Linked DNA regions of Mus musculus: region 1 is linked to region 2. Evidence: chromatin contacts called from public Hi-C data. All regions are on one chromosome and are shown on one strand. Each heading gives the region's core, a stretch centred on a gene start, on an enhancer-like site or on the middle of the called end of the contact. The rest is flanking DNA. Distances are from core to core; before and after follow the strand shown.

Region 1 (5,006 bases), core at 964-3,463, 86 kb before region 2:
TGCAGCACATCAGGAAAGCCTGGGCCTTTTGTATCTGCCGCCTGCGTCTTGATTGTCTTTTATGAGATTGGGTTTTTCATTTTGATAGATAATGAATTTTACAAGTTGGAGAAATCAAGATAATAAGTTTGCAAGGATAATTTGGTTAATTAGCATGTTGCTACTGTAGAATCAAGGGCTGCAAGTCAAAGCGATTTCACTGCTAATGTGGTCTATGCAAAACGTCTCTCAAAAAAATTAAAACATCCACCCAGAGTGATCAGCTCAAGGCTCATATTTAAAACTTGTATTTATTATGAAAACCACACACAGTGTTCTCTGTTACTTTTTTTTTTTCCAAATTGAGGGTTGTGGAATTACATTGATTTGATGCAAATTACCATTGTATGCACACAGATCTCTGAAAAATAATTTCTAACATAGATAATGATAGCTTGACGATAGAAGAGATAGAGACTTGAAAGATGAGAGCATCTATTCTGGGAACTATTATATATTTTAAATAAGGCATCATTCTTTACCTATCTGATCTTACAGATATTTAGCTCATTTGAACTAAAAAAACTTAGAAAGCCAATTTTTTCTGAAATTGGCTTTAAAATATCAAGAACAGAGGGGGCAGAGGATAAACTCATTCCCTGCCTCTGATACAGAAAGCCCTGGGTTTTAAAAAAAAAAAAAAACTTCATTCTTATTATCAGTCTATGACACAACAGTTTAAAACTCTAGGCTTTGGCTACCTGTAAATATTTTCAAGTACAGATTTGTTGCAGATATGAACTCCACACTTGAAATCACCGTGGTATTTCATCCTAATGAGCATGTTTCAGACTACTTACATATGTTTGTCTCCTCTCCAAGTTTAGCTTTTCCATCTCAAGGAATAATTTATATGTGGGGTCATTTCTTTAAATATGCATTTAAAATTCATTTTAACAGTATGTACTTGTAAGAGGACAAAACAGATGGGCTTTTTAAAGTTTAAAGTTAGCAAGAATTGCTGTTGAACACTTGTTTTTAAATGATCAGCTCCTGAGTCCTACCTCAGCCATGTCTCAGAAAACCAAATTAGAGATTAAGGGCCTGGTGAGGCCAAGGCTGACCTCCATGGTCTTCAAATACAGAGCCTCAGAAGAGTGTTGATGCTCACCAGAGGAAAGGGGAAGATGGAGAAAAGAATCCCCAGGCATCGTGTGTTCTGAGAATGATGTAACCCAGAAAAGAAGCCACAACAGGTCCCCTTCCATTAGGGAGAGAGCCCCCCTCCGCTCTGCCAACAGGCTTCATCATCTTGACTTTTTAACTTTTCATTTCCTTGCCTGCTCATTGAAGTCATCACTACATCCTGCCTGACCTGAGCCCCGAACTCGGGAGGGAAAAAGGCGAGATGTAAACGTAGCTGGTTATTGTTGTATGAAAGGAGGAGCCGGCCCATTGTGTGTGAATAAAGAAGAGGTTCCAGGAGTGTGAGAGACAAGTGCTGATGCTGGGGGGTGGGGGTGGAGGTCACGGTAGCCGGAATCATCTAGAAAGATTGTCAGCAGCCCTTGGATGGTAAGATGATTAATCACTTTAGCACAAAAGAACACAAAGGGAGACTTGTTCGGAGTAGGCCGGGGATGGAGCGTCAGCTCCAGGTGCCATGGGGCTCCTCTGTTTAATAAGGTTTTTTTTTTTCAAGTATGTGCCACATCAAAAGCAAAAGCACATGCCTCTACAGGAAACTCAACTAAAGGGCCAGAGAACAAAGTAGTAAGTCAGAAGGAATATTTAAGAAACAAGATTAGCAATCATTTGGGTTTGAAAATCCCTCCACCCAAAGCCTACTGTGTTAGTGTCAGGAAAACTCACAGACCTTCAGAGGACATGTCCTGAACCCTTTACCCATAAACATGAAAGGAAATATCCGAGGCTAAACAAGTTCCATGATTGGAAGTATGCTTCAATTATTCCACTATTCCCTGCAGCCTGGCTTAACATGTGCTGCTGGGGTGTCCTTCACATGAGTTACCCGTGTTCCCTCATTGTAGTGCCCTCCCTGTCTTCCAGGTAGAAAGAGAGAGGTAGAGGCCATAGCACACAGAGCAGAGTTTAAACTGAGGTCTCCCACTGTGCAGCCTGGGGCTCTTTTATACCCTGCAGAGTACAGCCAGTCCTCTGTTCCCACAGGCTCCCCAGGCCTGTGGAGCATAGGAACGAGTCCTGAAAGCAGCTCCACAGTCTGAATGGTGTGCCAAGGCTGTCGCTGAGTGTGTGTGATGTGTGGGTGTGGCCCCTGCAGCCTCCACCTCCTCACAGATCCCAGGCTCTCTCCAGCGATTCAAGTGTGGTGTCCGCTGCCTCGTGCCTCAGTGCTGAGCCATGATGTGAGACCTAGTATGTCCACATCTGTGCTTACATGCTTAGACTTGCTCCATGTCACTAGTCATTGTTCAACACATTGTGTTGGGTATTCTAGTCATCTAGAGATGACATAAACCATATGGGAAGGCATTTGTAGGTTTTGTACAAAAACCGTACCGTGTTACACAAAGGATTTGAGCATTTACAGATCTGCATGCCTTCAGGGGACCAATCCCCAGTGGCTACCCAGGAACAACTGTGTTAAAAAAACAAAACAAAACAAAAACCAATCGCATGTTTTTAAACATCCGACTGACTGTTGCGCAAGTACCTCAAGACCCTTGGATCTAGTCTACCTCACTCCCTTCAGCCTGAAGAAGACACATCATGGCTGCTTTGACTGTTTCTGTTTGTGGAGGGTAGGAGGGGGCTGCTAACTGTTCCTGAAGTATAGGACCGAGGCTTTGGATGTCTAAGCCACCCCATGAAGGAACTGTGCAAGCAGAGAGACACTTTGATAGTCCCTGTGTGTCAGCCTGGAGCATACATAATCAGTTATTTAACAACACACCTCAAAATGCCAGACTTTTTTTTTTCTTTTTTCTTTTTTTTTTTTTTTTTGCAATGGCCTGGGTGGTTACTACTCTCTGGGAGCCCTGTGGTACACGGTAGTCCCCTTGTCACCTCAGGAAGAGCAGCACTGGATCTCAGGGGGAGGAGAAGGCAAAGACCCAGAGTAAGGACCCAGCAGGTGGGACTGCAGTGCAGAAGCCACCGCCCTCCTGGCTGCCAGGGGAAGAGTTTCCAGCTGAGTCTGCCTTAAGCAGTAGCTTACTGAGCATGTGACTTAGAGCCAGTGCAGACTGCAGTGTGGGGCACACTCATTTTCCCAGGGAAAGCCGCTGTTCTCATCCACTGTTGCATATGCCTGGAACGGCTCCTGCTAGATACATTTTCGAACTCACGTGTCCCAGTGAATCAGCATGTCTAACAGCGTGTCTTCATTCATTACATGTGCTTCTGGAGGAGAGCTCTGTAAACCTGTGACTAGAACAAACATTTTATTTTGGAACTGACAGCCGTTAGCTGCCTTCGTTCTTACTGTTGAAATGACGTTTCAGATTTGTTAGAAATGACGCTGACTTGAAATCTCAGTATAGAACATATAGTTCTAGGATATTTGCTAATTTTTTTTTTTTGCTAAAGTATTACTGATTATAGGAAAGACTTAACATTAGTATGAACTTCCCTGAGGAATTTAAATACTTGCTTAGTTTCTTTACAACTTGGCCCTAATTTGTAAGACAAAAGTGTTAAAAAAAAATCTTTTGAAATTGCTTGTCAAACAATAAAACACAAAGAATAGTCTTTCTTGGAGCAGTAGAATGTTCTGAGTCACTTCTTAAAGTGGTTTTGCCACAGTTCAGGTCCATACAGTGAGCGACCACAACAGAAACCAGTGCAGACTGCACCCCCTGGTGGGCCATTTGTTTGATAAGCAGTTGGTTGATAGCTTTTTGTCTCTGAAGGAAGAAGTGGAAGTTTACATGTAGAAAATTCATGTCTTTGTAGGAACTAAACAGTGTCCAAAATTACCAAGCTTGGCTTGGTCTTTGGTGGAAGGTCTCATCTGTGTGAATCGTTCATGATGTTAACCTGTGTTTACTTGAAACACGAAGAACAGTGCATGAAATACCCAGCATTGGAAGCAGGGTCTCTTGATGAGTTTTATTTTCTAGCACAACAGTGGTCAGTGTGTCTCACTAGGTGTAGAATTAACTGCACAGAACTTGAGAAAGTTCTCCCTAAAATATTAATCATCTTGTAGCTTAGAGCTGACTTCCTTTAGGAACACTGGCCCCACTGTGAGAGAAAATGACAGAGGACCAGGACATCAGTGACTTTCACAAAACTCAGAAGACCTCAAGTTGCAGAGCAAACAGCTCAAGCTATAGAGTGTGTGTATGTTGGGGGCAGGGGGCGCTTCAGGACAACACGAGACCTGGGTGTTACTTACATGAGAGAATAATCAAGGCCATGATACCTATGAGAAGTCCAACTAGAAACTGAAATACTTGCTAAAGGTTAAAGGTAGGCTCACAGCCATGAACAATTCATGCTAGTAGGTTCGCCCCCTCTGGCAGGTTTTGTCTCTACCTGGCACCTGTAGGGGAGACCTGGGAGAATCCTGACCTCACCTATGAACATCCATCCAGACAGACCCATGTACCCTGCCTCTCTTCCTGATCAGAGTCTCAGCTTACAGGAAGGACACAGAAGGTCAGCCTGCAGAGCTGCATCCCTCTACAGAGGAGGGGAGTGAGCAACAGCTACAGCAGCTACAGCCTCTGCCAAAACATACACTCACCTTCTCTCAGCCCCGGGGCACAAAAGCAGGCGTACCAGAAATGCATCATGAGGGACCCTGCTGGAAGCCTCGCTGACCAGGGGAGGACAGGAGGAAGCTAAAGTGCTACTCCTTGGGGAAGGGTAGGGATTTGTGCAATGGCCAATGGGCTAGAAGGCTCAAGAGGGATGCCCTGTCAGGACCCCAGTGGAAGCCCGAGTAGCAATCAGAGCATAGACACCATCTTTCTTCCCTGACTCCGTTCTTGAACACAAAGTCAAAAAACATAGTAGGGTATAAAGTAGAAGAGCTTTGC
Region 2 (5,021 bases), core at 2,079-4,578:
AGTCATAGGAGCGAAGTTCATAGCCAGTATCCATTGCTGCTGTCTCAGGGCCACTGGTGCTCCTTCAGAGATGGCAGCCATCCTGGGAAGAACAAGCCTTACTGTAATACCTGAAGACGAGACCAGATTACTACTAGATAGCCCTCCAAGGAATAATGGCCAGATGGAGATGTCCAAGACCCTGCAAAGCCCACAGTTAGGCTGATTGCTGAGCTGGCCTTTTTGGAGGCCTGCTAGCCATGAGGAATGTACTCTCAAGTCAAAGGTCACGGCACGGGCTTGAAGACAAAACCCCAAGAGAGTGCCCCTTTACATTTGTGGATGCCCCTCAGTTGGCCAGAGTAAGTGTGCCTTGAGAGAATGAAGATTATAAATGGCCTTCATCAGTCAACATGATGGGATTAAACAAAAGGGTTAAACTCCTAAGAAGAAAAAATAATAATAACCAAAATGAGACAGAAGGAGAATGGCCCGTCCAGTTGCCTACATTGTACAGTAAAAGGAGTTGGAAGTTATTATAAGCTGGACTAAATTGCAGCAACCCATGAAATGTTCCTTCTTCCAAAGGTAATGTATGGAAAATGCCCATTACCAAGCTGGTACCCAATAACTCACCGTTATTGCCATTAGACGAATATTTATGGTGAATAAAAGCCCCAAAACAGCCCAGTCTCTGTGGCCATTCAGAGCTTTATTAGAAGCTTAATTTGTCCTTTAAAACAAGTAGAGAACTTAGAAACAATGAAAGGAATTAAAGACAAACTAGTACAACGTTTTTTAAAAAGGTTTTCCAGTGAGGCCAGGACTAAGAAAAGAAAGATCTGTTATCAGTGTAGTCCATGGGTGATGCCCAGAACAAACCCTTCCCCGAGCCTCCACGGGGCAGGACTGTATGCAAAGGCTTTGCCTCACTTCAGAGAGCATGCATGGCCTGTAGAAGCCAAAGACCAATGCTTCCACGACTTCCCTTACAAACATCTGGCCTGCTGTGGGCATCGCTGACTAGGGAAGAGTCAGTCTGACTGAGCCTGCGTGCCTGTGTGCAGCATGCTGTTGAGCCAGAAGGGGTAGCTTGTTCAAGGATGGCAATTTTCCATGCTCATAGCAGAATTACCTTAAAAATGTTAGGTACGGAGGAAATGATTGTTCAATGTATCAAGAAACGTGTCATTGATACATATGCATATAATAATCGGGTTACACAAACTGGTCAGCTAATAGCATCTGGAAGTTGATCAAAGTCTATTGGAAAATGGTTTCCCCTCAGGGAAAAAAAAAAGAAAAGAAAAGAAAAGAAAAAAGATTTTGTTTTTCACTGAGAAACTTGAAACCATGGTAGTATTTATTTTGGCTGTGGCAATACGTGTGTAAAATGATGAATTATGTCCGATCTTTTAGCTTATTAGGTGTCTGTCCCTGGAGACCTCTTCTCTGTATCTGTGTAAGTGATTCGCCAAGATCCTGTTAGCTAGAAAGCTGAGAAAGCTAACGAAACAGCCCTTGCTGGAAAAGGCTGGCCAGGTCCTGCTTCCCCCACTCTCAAATACCAAGGATGAAAAATAAGTACTCCCAGACCCCCTCAGACATCATACAGAAGCCCAAGGTAGATGCAGGTCTGTGAAGGAATGAGGGGGCATCTCTCAGAGACTGCCATGAGCAGCCTGCGTGCACGGCTTAGTCAACATGGCTGGTGGAGGAGAAAAGATGCCAGGGTTGTTGTCCATTTTGCCCAAGAGGGAGGTCGGGTGTTAGATCACCTTGGTTCAACTCTCCTGTTCATGTAGGAATGCCAATAAGGTTTGCCCTTCTAGAACAAGACTATGTCTTCTGTGATCCTACACCTGGTTGGAGGCTTGACCCAAGGGCTGGTAGAGAAGCCTCTAGCAAAATGGAGGCGTCCATTCCCATGTCCTCTGTTTGATTCTCTAGAGCCTCGTACTTCTCTTCCCTGTTGTTGTTTGCCTCTGCCTATGCAAGGCTGGCCAGCTTGTAAAGACTTGGTTTCCTTAGAAGACTTCCAGGGATTCTCCTGAACCTGCCTCCTATCTCGCACTAGGTGCGCTGAGATTACAGATGTCTGCTCCTGCATCCCGCTTGGCCTGAGTTCTGGGTATTACAGCTTAGCCTCTCACACTTGCACAAGTACTTTATCCATTGGGCCATCTCCCGAGCCCTTGCTCTGCACAGAGCTGGAACAGGATGGGCCTGAACACAGCCCTAAAACCCAACCCCAGGGGACTCAAAAGTATCTTCATCGGACCCACATAGTTTTCAGTTAAAGAATTGAAACCCAGAAGATTGTAGGATAGTCTCACGGGCTTGTGATGGAGCTGCTCGGGCCCTGTTTTACGGTAGGAGGAAGTTTCTAGTGACCCCTAAAAAGACCAGATACACAGCTAGTGATGAGCTTGTGCTTACAGTGGGTGGTCTCTAGAGCTGTGGTTCTCAACCTTCCTACTGCTGTGACCCTTTAATACAGTTCTTCATGCTATGGTGATCCCCCAACCACAAAATTATTTCCATTGCTACTGCATAACTGTAATTTTGCTACTGTTGGGGATCATAATGTAAATATTTGTGTTTTCCGGTGATCTTAAGGGTCCCCCATGAAAGGGTCGTTTGACCAAGAATGGAGTTGCAACCCACAAGTTCTAGAAGAAGGCATGAGCCCTTCCAGTGCACAGAGCCTGTCCTGGCAAACTTCAGTTGCTCTGTGTTCTCAGTGACCTTAGCAGATGCTAACTTCTTTCCCCCTTTTTTTGGAGGAGACCTTTGGCTGTAGAAGGAATCTGTTTCTTGTTACCACATTTACTGACTGTTACCAACAGTAAATATCGTCTGACATTAATGGATTGGTTTTGTTTTCTCCTGGCACAGCCCTGCCTTCCCCACAGCTTCCTCTCCGTGCTTGTTTGTAGGAGCCTCCCCTGCATTCAGAACATTGTATTTACACAGTGCCAAAGTCCTTGTACGAGTAAATAAATTGGTAGAAGAACCCAGCAATGATTGGAACACATTCACTGGGCATTTTGTGCACTTTCTCTTACTGTCTATCACTGTGAGCTGAATGTGTTCTCTCTTCCACACAGTCTAAGATGGGAACCTCTGAAATGCACAGCTGAAGTGGTTACAAACTGAATCCACCCTTGCCCCTTATCACTGGTATCCTATCTGTACACCTGGCACCTGAGATATTTCCCCAGATTAAATACCTGTTCTGTGCCAGGCGCTCAACTGGATACATTGTTGCATTCAGTCCACAGGGCAGTCTGATGAGGTACATTACCACTGTATCACCAAGCACTGAGCAGGCTCCCTGAGGCTTCACAGTTGGCGGCAGCAGCACCAGGAGTCTGGCTGGTTGCCCGGCTCTAAAGCCGCTGACAGGCACTGCTTTAGGTCTGTGGCCTGGCACTGGAGACCTCTGAAGAGAAGAGCAGTCCTTAAGGAAGAAATGCCATTTCTAAACAAAGGGCTGATAGTTCCCTAAAAAGCTCTTTCAGTCTTCATCTCCCACCTACTGACAAGAGAAAGGCCTCTGGAGGGCCTGTGAGGATACAAGGAAAGCCGGGCCCCAGGCCTTAGTGCCTGCCCTGCGGGAGCCTACAGTGTGGGCAGAACTAAGCAGAAGTCTGGAATTCTCCTCCCAGCAAGTGGGTTCCCAGCCTCAGCCCACCTGCTCACCTCAGAGGGCCTCTGCTGCTGGCACAGGCCACCACAGTGAAGCCATGCCTCCCAGATCTCACAGAGAATGTAAAATGCATTGGCCGCTGCAGCTAGGGTTCTGCCATAGAGAATTACCCACTTCCACCTCTAGTCTGACATGGCTGAAGTACATGGTTAGGGCAGATGACTGAAATTTTACACACATGCCTACGTACACTCACCTTTTTAGGTTGTTTTCTTTTTCAATACTTTGCATATTTAAAAAATAAGGACTGTATGGAATTTCAAGCATTCAGGCAATAAAAGCGAGTATTTAGTGACCACAAGTTGGCATACTTATGCTAAGTGCACGGACCAGTTGTGTTATTTAAACGAATGTGAACTGAAGCTGCAAGGGGGGTGAGGTAGCTCAGAATCTTCACAGAGTAGACATAGCACCTCCATTTTATAGAAGAAGAAGTAGTAGCCCAGCGAGCACATGTACACATGCAATAGACAGACCAGTGTTGTTGGATTTTGTTTTGTCGTTTTACTGTCCGTATGCGTGTTTACCAGCATGTATGTCTCGGCACCATGTGCATGCAGTGCCCAGAAAGGCCATAAGAGGGCGTCAGATCTCCTGGAGCTGGAGTAACATGCAGTTGTAAGCCACGGTATGTGTGCTGGAAACCACTGGAAAAGCAGCCTGGGTCCTTATCCACGGAGCCATCCCTAGCCTTCAGGGATTTCGAACGCACTTTGTCCATGGGCACTGGATTACATTAAAAATACAAACGGGAATTGACACCTGAAGTGGTCTCCAGGCATGTCCAGTGGTTTGGATGTGCTCTGTGAGGCTGGATGTCCGGTGTGGCTATACAGAAGTGAGCTAAGGGACATTTAACATAAGAGATGGAGCCTGGCGTAGAGTCTTCAGTTCCTTGGGGTTGCTGGTTTCTTGGGCATTGTAAACCCTGAGCCTGACTCCTGAACCTCTCTGGCTTTTAGTTTTGTGATGTGACTGATTCTTACGTTAGCACCTTCTGCCTCCAGGTCCTCACCAAAGCCAACCCAACACCAGAGCCCTCTAGGAATTGGACCCAAGCCAGCCTCTAAGCGTTGAAAGGTTTTCCAGCTGGGGTATTTCGTTATAGCAACAGAAAGGGAGTAATTTCAGAAAGACGCAGAGCCACTGAGTGATCTCACTTGGAGATTTGTTTGACCCAAAAATTACAAGACTGATTATATCTACTGGATCACTTATATTTAAGGGCATAGAGGACAGAAGGAATATTGGGGTGGTTTTATGTGTGTGTTTGTTTTGAATCTCCAGGAATAAATAGAATATTAGAAGTAAAACAAGAAAAATAGGCAAT

What was found. Hi-C and Micro-C count contacts between places; a contact is called where the count stands out from the background.
Region 1: a contact with region 2 is called in a Hi-C map of olfactory sensory neurons, with 2.2 times the contacts expected there. The contact joins two enhancer-like sites. A contact is called at or near these places in 4 of 39 promoter capture datasets (the 3T3-L1 cell line, 3T3-L1-derived adipocytes and hippocampal neurons) and 13 of 484 Hi-C or Micro-C datasets (the 3T3-L1 cell line, 3T3-L1-derived adipocytes, brown adipocytes and 8 more).

The regions. Positions count from the first base shown.
Region 1 is chr1:38,391,933-38,396,938 of GRCm38.p6, reverse strand. The region is part of intron 5 of Aff3 (AF4/FMR2 family, member 3); the gene reads left to right. Among named protein-coding and RNA genes, the nearest start is that of Gm16150, 180 kb to the right of the region's middle. Within about 2 kb of position 2,213, at least 74 of the 459 cell types and tissues checked have an H3K27ac peak or open chromatin away from gene starts, as enhancers often do. A contact at or near this core is called in cerebral cortex and olfactory sensory neurons, where this site is marked.
Region 2 is chr1:38,306,673-38,311,693 of GRCm38.p6, reverse strand. All of the region lies in intron 8 of Aff3 (AF4/FMR2 family, member 3), which reads left to right. Among named protein-coding and RNA genes, the nearest start is that of Gm16150, 90 kb to the right of the region's middle. Within about 2 kb of position 3,328, at least 88 of the 459 cell types and tissues checked have an H3K27ac peak or open chromatin away from gene starts, as enhancers often do. A contact at or near this core is called in cerebral cortex and olfactory sensory neurons, where this site is marked.